Regions from separate parts of the Zea mays genome. Here region 2 is linked to region 1. Evidence: chromatin contacts called from public Hi-C data. All regions are on one chromosome and are shown on one strand. Each heading gives the region's core, a stretch centred on a gene start, on an enhancer-like site or on the middle of the called end of the contact. The rest is flanking DNA. Distances are from core to core; before and after follow the strand shown.

Region 1 (5,349 bases), core at 1,950-4,449:
GCGGAGACTCCTCCTGAGGCCGAGGCTGGGGTCGGGCGAGGACGCGATTCCTCCGAGGTCGAGGTTGAGGCCGAGCCCTGGGGTCGGGCGAGGCGGAGACCACCTTCCGAGGCCGAGGTTGAGGCCGAGTCCTGGGGTCGGGCGAGGCGGAGACCACCTTCTGAGGTCGAGGTTGAGGCCGAGCCCTGGGGTCGGACGAGGCGGAGACCACCTTCCGAGGCCGAGGTTGAGGCCGAGCCCTGGGGTCGGGCGAGGCGGAGACCACCTTCCGAGGCCGAGGCCCAAGGTCGGGCGAGGCGGAGCTTCCTGTTGCGCTTGAGGCTGAACTTGGCTGTTGTCAGCCTTACCCTGGTGGGTGGCACAACAGTCGGAGCGGGACAGGCGGCGCTGTTTTCCTATCAGGTCGGTCAGTGGAAGGGCGAAGTGACTGCGGTCACTTCGACCCTGCCGACTGAGGCACGTGTGTCAGGATAAGGTGTCAAGCGATCCTCGCATTGAATGCGCCTGCGATACGGTCGGTTGGAGGGGCGATTTGGCCAAGGTTGCTTCTCGACGAAGCCTGCCCGAGCTGGGGTTCGGTCGAGTCGAGGGTGCGCCCGTTGCTTGAGGAGGCTCTCGGGCGAGGCGAGAATTCGTCTGGGACTACTGTTCCCGCCCGAGGCTGGGCTCGGGCGAGGCGAGATCGCGTCCCTTGAGTAGACGAAGCCTTGATCTGAATCGTGTCCATCAGCCTTTGCGGTTTGTGCTGATAATGGTTACCAGCCGTGTTTAGGAGTGTTGGGGGTACCCCTAATTACGGTACCCGACAGTACTAGAGTAACCAAACTAGACCTAAATTAGTGATTGATATGTAACCATATTTTCATAACTTTGTAGGGGAGTCCGAGTTAGAGTGCGCTACACAAGGCCAAGATCACGACGCACCGGAGGAGCGAGGACCATGGTCATAGGGATGAGATACTAAGGCCTACATTAAGCCTATTGGACCCACATTCTGGCAGTGATAGACAAGGTTTGTCTTTACCCCTTCTCTATGTTAATTATCCGGTTGATGAAGTGATTCAGTAACCTATGAGGTGGATGTACCCTAGGAGGAGCCTGAGTACTACCGAATGTTGGTGGACTCGTGACATGTAAAGTATTTGAACTGATAAATTGTTATTGGATTTATAATAAGATTTGGACACTTTTTGTTGAATTTTTGTAAGTATAATGTGTTTTATTTGACAAAAAATAGGGGACTTGGTTTCCCCCCTCCCTGTTGTCGGTTTATCGTCGAACGATTAATCGGTTGTATCGATAGATAAATCGGCTGAAAATCGAGCAAATTCAAAGTTTGGTTTGAATTTAAATTCAACCGGTTTGTATCTGTTTAAGCCGATTAATTATGATTTGTTGCTAATCGGTTCTGACGGTTTTTGGCGGGCAACCGATATTTCTGAACCCTGGCCGCACCTGTATATGATCGTCAGCTAGCTAGGTACTGTAACTTGCAAGCAAGCAGCAGTGCATATATCTATCTATATTCATATACTAGCTACAACGGTGGAGAAAGGTTTGGAATTTGCTTGTGGTGGCTGCAGAATCCGGCGACCTAATTAATCGTGGCGTACGTTTTCACTTGACCAACTCCATCAAGTAGTAGCTGGGAAAACAGGCATTAGGGTTAGCTACTAAACCAAACACGCGCTCGCCTGCAGCTGCAGTGCACCCGTTCGTGTGGCGCGTCGTTGCAAGCAAGCGATGTGATTCGAGCGTCCACGCTTTGTCTGAAAGTTTCAGAGCTGATCGTCTGCTGATGCATCATGCGTTTGGCATAGGAAAAAGATCACAGCTCTCGACGTCCCCCAAACAACAGGTTATATTAGCTAGCTAACTGTTAACTGCATGCAACTAATAAGTAGACAGATTATATTAGCTGCATCCGGAGAAGCTAATTATTACTTAGTAGCTAACCAATAACGACTATAGAATTCAAATAGAACTTTAGTTTGTATGGAACCCAGGGATTTCACGTGGGAAGTCTATAAGCCTGTCCTTGATAGATCGTGTAAATAGGGAACATGACATTGTAGATAACACTGTGTTTATAAAGTTAAGTTTCAAATATGTAAAGAGATAGAAGATGAGATAGAAGAGATCCTAGAGACGGCCTGAGAGGAGTCAGGCCTCCTTTGGACTGTGGCAAATTTTTCTGTTTTCTGTGTTTTTTCTATGAAAATGAACTGATTCCTGTAAACAAATAGTTCCTTAATGATTTAAGGGGTGTTTGGTTTCTAGGGACTAATGTTTAGTCCCTACATTTTATTCTATTTTTGTTCCAAAATTGTCAAATATAGAAACTAAATCTTTATTTTAGTTTCTATATTTAGCAATTTATATACTAAAAAGGAATAAAGTGAAGAGACTAAACATTAGTCCCTAGAAACCAAACACCCCTTTAGTTTCACATGAATCAGCTTATTTTTATAGAAAAACGCAAGAAATAAAAAAAATCACGCATTCCAAAGGAAGTTCAGAGTTTTATATGAATGAAACTCTCTCCTCTCACGAAGCTTTCTGCTCAATGATGAGGGGAAAAATTGTGTTCCAAACAGTAAGTAGATTATCGTTTAACTCAGCAGCTGGACAGCACAGCACAGCACGGGGGTGGTTTGAATTCAACGTTTTGTTTGATGATTGATCTTGGCTACTTGTTGCTTGCGCCCCATGCCCTGCTCTGCTTCGACAGGTGTCGCCGGCGCGCGTCGGAGAGAGCAGAGAGGACAACCCCCCGCCTTGGGACTGCAAGCGCGGCGGCGCGCCGGCGGTTGGCGCCATTTGGACACGGCGCGTCCAACATGTGTTTGCTGCTGACGCAACCGCACTGCCGTTGCATTGCGACGCTACCCTTCGCAGGTGGCTGGCAGGTGGAGGCGCGTCCGTGTCCGTCCACCTGTCCCCTGCCTCCTCACGGCGGCGTGCCACGTAGGAGTAGGCGGCACAGAGATGGCGAGATGCCAGGCGAGCACGAGCAAGGCAAGACTGCATGAGCACAACGGGGGGGCCGGGCCAGACGGACGGGACGGGAAGCAGCACGCGCCACGCAACAACAATGGCAGTTGGCACAGAGGCGCAACGCAAAAACCCCCCACCGCCACCGCTCTATAAAAACCCCGTCCTCCTCCTCCTCCTCCTCCTCCCCCGCCTCGCCGCCAGTCAGATTCACCACCGGCTCCCCTGCACAACCGCGTCCGCGCTGCACCACCACCGTTCATCGAGGAGGAGGGGGGACGGAGACCACGGACATGGAGAGATCTCAACGGCAGTCTCCTCCGCCACCGTCGCCGTCCTCCTCCTCGTCCTCCGTCTCCGCGGACACCGTCCTCGTCCCTCCCGGAAAGAGGCGGAGGGCGGCGACGGCCAAGGCCGGCGCCGAGCCTAATAAGAGGATCCGCAAGGACCCCGCCGCCGCCGCCGCGGGGAAGAGGAGCTCCGTCTACAGGGGAGTCACCAGGTACGCGTCTATCGCATGCATGCCTTCCATTCCCTTCCCTTCCATTTCCACCGCTTTGATTCCGGCCGCCGGCGGCCCACGGCTCCCTCGTCCCGATCCCATCCGACCCACCCACCCACAGCCCGACAGCAGCCCGCCGCCGCGGATCCTGCATTGCCGTAAAGTTCGCTTCTTCTCTCACTCACCGCCAACGGAGCTCCGTCCGATCCCATCTCCACTCCACTCCCGCCCCGCAGGCCGCAGCTGCGCTTCCCCCCACAACTCCGATCGCCTTGCAGCGCGAAATCTACCTTCAGCTGCATGTCACATCCGCCGCCGCCGCCGCCCTGCTCGTTCCACCGCTCCTCGATCGAACGTGCCGCGGCAAGCTCCTCTGCTCCCTGTTTCCTCAGCCCAGCCCATGCCGCCCCTTTCGTCCCTGCTCCTGCTCCATTTTCCGCGCATCGCTTTCAGAAAGAAGAAAAGGCAGGTCGTTTTCTGAATTCCGATAGCTAGGAAGTAGAAAAGCATGTCCATCCGCATTACTCCTGTCTCCAGTTCTCCTGTTCCATGAAAAAAAGAAAAAGAAAACTGGAATCTCATCAACATCCACACGCGTCGCGCTGCATGCGTGCGTGCGTGCGTGCTGTCTCAACGCAGGCACAGGTGGACGGGCAGGTTCGAGGCGCATCTCTGGGACAAGCACTGCCTCGCCGCGCTCCACAACAAGAAGAAAGGCAGGCAAGGTGTGTACTTCTTTCCGAGTATCATCATCATCAAGAATCCATCCGTTTTCATCCTGTTCGGTATTCTCTCCCAAAAGAGGAACAAAACCAGTCTTAAATCTTAATACGAGGATTAAGCAGCAATGGTGGTACTACGACCATAAACAAAACCCAATACTAGGAACCCAACTGAGGTCCTTTGTGTCCTATGCAAGGATGCTGAATTCCTGATGCATCTGCCCAGTACCACAGTACAGCGATCCTTTTTTTCTCTCTCTTTGAAAGTGCGCCGAATTTCTTTAAGGCTGACATACTGATCAGGCTTTGTTTATCTCCATTTTTTTTCTTCAATCTTTGGCGATGGTGGTCCCCTTGGCGCCGGTGATCTGCATGTGCCTGTGATCTACTGCTGGCTGCATCACCTCAATAGTCTACCTGGGTAAGTCCCACTCCCACAGCAAAGCCCTCTGCTCTCGAATATATCTCTTGGTTGCCAGATTTCGTTTCATGTTACTTGTCGCCAGATCATGCCGTGATCTGCGTCCTTGTCTTAAAGCCGGGGGGATTAATTTGTCAATTGTGCATGATCTGCAGGGGCGTATGACAGCGAGGAGGCAGCTGCTCGTGCCTATGACCTCGCAGCTCTCAAGTACTGGGGTCCTGAGACTCTGCTCAACTTCCCTGTAAGTTCCTCCTGCACTGCTCGTCTGCTCAAAAACTAGGAACTGTCCCTACTTGTACTAAGAACTGTCTGTTCCTGATATATGCATAAAAGGCAAGGATTGGCATTGCTTGCACCAAGATTAATTAGCACGACACAGCCAGGATGTTGTATATCCTCCTGTTCATGCATGGCAACAAAAGCATTTAACTTTTGCTGATGGGGAAATAATGGGTTGTTTTTTTCTTCTTTAAATTTTGCTGAAATATTTATGAACGAGAGAGTACGAGACAGGCAGTTGCTAGTAGTAGCAAATGAAGGTGACACTGAGCAATGAGCTCACAACCCCTGTCGACTTGTAGTAGTAGTAGTAGGAAAACATGGCATTATTATTATATGTATACAAACGCGGACAAGACTAGGCTCCATTAATGCGTGGTCGTAAGCAAAAGCAGGAGCAGTAACTGGCCGTCGAAGTTTGTTTGCGT
Region 2 (5,349 bases), core at 1,200-3,699, 460 kb after region 1:
CACTGGGAATTTGGGTTGACCAGCAGGGACTTGATCGTGAGGGGGTAGTCCCTGGATGAAGGTAGAAAATGACGTCCACATGCTCATAACAGGGTTACTCAAAGTATTTGAGGTCGAAGGTTGAAACAACCTTGACTCTTGTGATTGAGGATGTACATACTATGGAATGTACGGTGAGCAGTACGAAGATGTACTAAATACCTCCTTCAGTTAAGAAGGTTGAGATGTTGATGGTGTGGTGGCAAGTTCTTGTAGTGTGGGCCTTATCTTCACCATAAAATAAGCAGAACGACTTTCTTGGAGGTGCATTGGACCTGCCACCGAAGCTTCGGCCTCCCTGTCCTTCTCTCGGGCCAGCGGACGAAACATGCCATGAGAAGGCTCCTTCTGAGAGCTTGCTTGTTGTTGGCCTGATTGACCCTAAGATTGGGTCATCTTTTCTTCACCTTGCACTAGGTTATGGATGATTCGGAGACGCCTTAGGTGAAATCTTCCCTCGAAGCCCTTGGTGTCTTCGGTGTATCTGTGTAACTCCTCTCTTCTTTGGCAAAAGTCGTTGTTAGATTTTATGTACTCATCCATCTTTTGCAGCAACTTCTCAAGAGAATGTGGAGGTTTCCTTGCATAATATTGAGCTACTGATCCTGGCCTGAGCCCCTTGATGATGTCTTCAATGACGATGTCATCTTGGACTGCTGGCGCATAGACCCGAAGACGTTGGAACCTTCAGACAAATGAATGAAGGTATTCATCTGGATCTTAGGTGCACTGGAACATGACTTGTGTAGTAACATGCTTTGACTAAAACCCTCAAAGCTGGTGAGAAGCATTTCTTTTAGCTTCTGCCATGAAGTGACATTCCTTGGCCGAAGCGATGAATACAAAGTCTAGGACACATTTCTGATCGCCATTACAAAGGGTTTTGCCATGACTGCTGAGTTGCCACCGTATGAAGATATGGTAGTTTCGTAACTCATGAGGAATTGCTTCAGGTCAGACAGACCATCATAGTGTAAGAGGTCTGTACATTGGTGGCCAAGGTGTTGCCTGTAACTTTGGTGTCAGTGGTGAAGCTTCATCATAAAGGAAATCTTGGAGGTTGAATGGCTCGTGATGAAAATTGTCATGGTTACGACCCTCATAGTTATGGTCCTTGTAACTATACTGATCTTGCACTTTCAATGTTACAAATTTCTTCAGTTGCTTCGTTAATCTTCTTCTGAAGCTTAGAGAGAGGAAGCACCTTCTCCTTGCGCTTCTCCATTCGGTGGTGGATTGATTCGAGGTTGTTGATTTCACAATCAAGCTCCTCGTCTTACGGTTCTGGCCTGATGGCCTTCCTCTTTTGATTCCTTACCATCATAAGGAGAGCTTCATCCCCATGGTTAGGATCCTAGGTCCTAAGGATAGAGCCAGTCGCCACTGTATTCTTCAGCGGCATGATGGGGTTGTTGCGGTCGTGGAATCACCAGAGGTGGGTGCCAATGTTGAATACTCGTTTTCAATTGCTACATGGCATCGAAAACAACGCAACACAAGTTAAATTCAAACCTTCGTTCGTAAATTATCACTTCTCCAAAGGGATAACTTAAGGACGTAAGTAAGAAGAAGGGTGTGAATAGAACAATGTTTAAATAGAAAGATGATAGAAAATGACATAAAAGACTCATCTCGTATGTCTTAGTATTTTTATTCCATATTCCGTCATATCAAATACATTTACAAACATACCTTCAACTTCTTATCACAAGATAGCTTAAAGGTGCTTCAAAGGCTAAGAAGAACGAAGCTAGGGCCCTCAAAAAGTACTTTATGTAGGGTACTGTTCATCTATTTATATGCAAGTTGAATAACTTCATAGTTTATTACAATTATGCCTATAAAGTTTACACACATGATTTACAAATGACACATGACATTGCTGTCTTTTATCTTTCTTTCTTGTTGTACAAGTCTTGTACTCCTCCTTCGTCACTTTGCGTTCGAAGTTTTCTCCATGTCGGCTAACGACTTTGGCTTGCGCCTTCGTCGCTTGTATGCATGTGGACAAAATTTTCTTTTCATTGCTTCGACTGAAGGCTAGCTTCGTCTATTCTTCAATTTAGCCTGAAACACATTAGTTTACATCGAAGAAGAGGTGTCTTGAGAACATTCAGCAAGGTAGACCCTCAACAGTGGCGAAACCCATTTTTCATAATAACACAATTCCAAAATTTTCTCCATATTAATGTAGAGGAGTGGCGGCGACTCCGACCACCACGACACTGCTAGACGACTGGCCTTTCCCATGTGGCCTTTTATCACAAGACATGAGCCTCTAGAGGCCTGGCCCAATAATTATCTTATTTAACCACAAATGGGCCCCCAAAACAACTCTGGTCTAGATCTCAAACGCTCCACGGGCCGCATACCGTTCTAACAGCCGCGGCGGCACCAGACAAAACGCTTCGTGGCTATAAAGGCCAATCCACTCTCTCTCCAGGCACCCCGAGCCGCCAAAACCCTACCGCCGCCGCGAATCCCGCACGACCCCAACCATGACCGTGCTGAGCCGCCCTACCCCGGGCACGGCCCAGTGCTTCGGGCGGAAGAAGACCGCCGTCGCGGTCGCGTACACGAAGCCGGGGCGCGGCCTGATCAAGGTGAACGGCGTCCCGATTGAGCTGATCCGACCGGAGATGCTCCGCCTCAAGGCCTTCGAGCCCATCCTGCTGGCGGGGCGGTCCCGGTTCAAGGACATCGACATGCGGATCCGCGTCCGCGGCGGCGGGAAGACGTCGCAGATCTACGCCATCCGCCAGGCCGTCGCCAAGGGGCTCGTCGCCTACTACCAGAAGTACGTCGACGAGGCCGCCAAGAAGGAGATCAAGGACATCTTTACCCGCTACGATCGCACCCTCCTCGTCGCTGACCCCCGGCGCTGCGAGCCGAAGAAGTTCGGCGGACGTGGTGCCCGCGCCAGGTTCCAGAAGTCGTACCGTTGAGCGGCTGCCTGCTCCATCTCGATTTTTCAGATCGTTGTGGGTGTTCTTCGCTTTATTTCCTATCAATGGATCTGCTTATCTGGTTCTATATCTAGCTGCTGCTTTACCATAATGTTTAGACTTTAATGCCTAGCCTGAAACCTTGTTTGCAATGTGAAATTAATGTGAGAGATTATGAAGACTATTTTGGCTAGTCCCTCTATTATGATTTTCATCATTCCAGTATTGAGAATTATGATATTGTCCCCTAATGGTTTTGTTGTGTAACAGCTGCCTTCAATTTGTCTTTGTATCTGTTTGTCTGTTTATATTCACCTACGGTAGTACCAATCTGTTTAATTCAGTTGAATGAATTGCTCAACTATATATATAGATAGAGTAGTTGCATTTTTGGTACTTGGTACTTTGGTAGTAATAGATAAAGTAACCTTGTGGTATCAATGCCTTCTAAAGTGATTTTGCTTGACTTGCACCTGTTGCTCTGATCCACTAGGGAATTGATAGGAAATGTGTCTTTAAACTCTACAAATCTAAGTGAAGGCAAGTATACAGTACAATTTTGAATGTTTTCACTCTCCATTTGCTAGCTTGAGTTTATGTTAAATGTGACAATTGAGTGGTAAGTCAATATTGCTCATCTATTCATCGATCAGCCTGTCTTATGGTATGAACCTGCATATACTCTCTGTTTTGTTACCAAAGTTTAGTTGCTTTGGTGATTATGGAAGTTCATTTTGGTAGCGAGGTTGGTGATGCAAGGTTCTTAAAACCACTGATTCTAAAACATGTACTGTCACAACCGTAGAATCTTAACTTTCAATTTGCAAAACCATATGTTTTGTAGATAAAAAATGCAGAATCAACCCTATTAATTTAGATCATGTAAACATAAAGTCAGAATGATATAATCTTGGCAGACATGGCTGTGATGCGTTTCATATGATATTTGATTGGAATAGCTAGTTTTAGTTTATGGATTATGCTCTGTTTGAGGGGACACCATTTATTTCTTCACATAGTAGTATTATTAGAGATGTGCTGCCATGTTTTTCTCTTGCAGTGACAAGTCGTTGTTCACTGGAGAGAAGAGAGAATTTGGCTGCACTCCGCTTCTCATTAGAGCTAGGGAGTACTCTTTTGTGCGCATAATTTAGTTCTGTTTTGTTGGCTGTTTGTTACATAATGATGTTTTCCTGATGGTGTGTGTTCTCTTGTACTCAAGGTTGTGCACCTTGTCCGAGAACCGAGTTCGGCGTCTTTGTTCAGTTCATAAAATGGTACAGTTTTATTTAGTTTTTCAAAATGTTCTAGTTATGATGCGTATATATTACGTATTTTCCGCTATGATTTGATGCATCCTGGGACTGGAGGCAATTCCTAGGATCAATTCAGCAACCCCTTTGGATTGCAAGCGACAAGGCCAGCAATCGTGCCCAGGCAACTCTCCACACATTTTCCATATTCCCTTGTCTTGATCCTGAACTTTCTCTATGTAGCATGCAGTACTGTGACAGCCTGATTGTATGCTGTATTTGAGTCGGCCAGGCTGGTGAGATCCAGGGTGTCCTTTGGTGGGTTGATGGTAGAGATGGTAATGGATACTCGAAACCTGATGGGTTTTTATCCTATTAGGGTATGTGTTTGGGCCAATTTTCACACACATGAGTTTGTTAATGGTTAATGGGCATAAATCTATACCCGACGGGTTCATGGGTACGGGTTTGTTCCTATAATATCCAAATCCGTGTTTTTTAAATCGACCAAACCTAGTGCATATTGTCATTTTATTTTATAAATAAACAACAAACTTGTTATCTTCTTATTTACTTCCTAATTTTTATCAAATGGTGAATGTATAAGTAGTTGGTTAGAGTTTTGTTTGCTTGATATTATATTTTTTACTAGCGTTATATGTGGTGGATGGTTAACTTAGTGCAAAGTCACTTGATCATACAACTTATTATTTGTATTTCATTCTTTCTACTAATAATTTATATACCAAATCATAAACTCGTTGTTCATCACATAAATTTTGGATCATGATCTCATTAATCATTATGACGCTTATTGATTATGAGAAGAACAAGCATATTGGAGATGGAACTCGCGGGTAACCCGTTAAGGCCTTGTTCGGTTGTATGGGATGAAATCCCACCATGGATTTAATCCGGATATGGATTGTCTATATCTCACACCTAATCCCATGGTGGATTAAATCCATCAACTAATTAATGTGTCTCTCAAAGCTAGTTATTCTTTTGATCCATGGATTCTAATGTAAACTTGTGCAAAATCTTTATGGATTTGTTCCATACCTAATGAGCTATGTATAGAATTTATGTCTTCCATAGTTTAAAAAATTTCT

The links. A called contact is a pair of places that touch in the nucleus more often than the background predicts.
Region 2: a contact with region 1 is called in a Hi-C map of ear, with 2.1 times the contacts expected there. The contact joins the promoter of LOC100283242 here to the promoter of LOC100217237 in region 1. A contact is called at or near these places in 3 of 25 Hi-C or Micro-C datasets (ear, leaf and tassel).

Annotation. Positions count from the first base shown.
Region 1 is chr2:153,659,227-153,664,575 of Zm-B73-REFERENCE-NAM-5.0, forward strand. It overlaps LOC100217237, which reads left to right and starts at 3,200. Exons shown (of 7, transcript NM_001143592.1): 1 at 3,200-3,496; 2 at 4,136-4,221; 3 at 4,631-4,639; 4 at 4,795-4,883. The coding sequence starts at 3,288.
Region 2 is chr2:154,119,292-154,124,640 of Zm-B73-REFERENCE-NAM-5.0, forward strand. It overlaps LOC100283242 (40S ribosomal protein S16), which reads left to right and starts at 2,450. Exons shown (of 1, transcript NM_001291545.2): 1 at 2,450-3,184. The coding sequence starts at 2,538. The coding sequence ends at 2,984.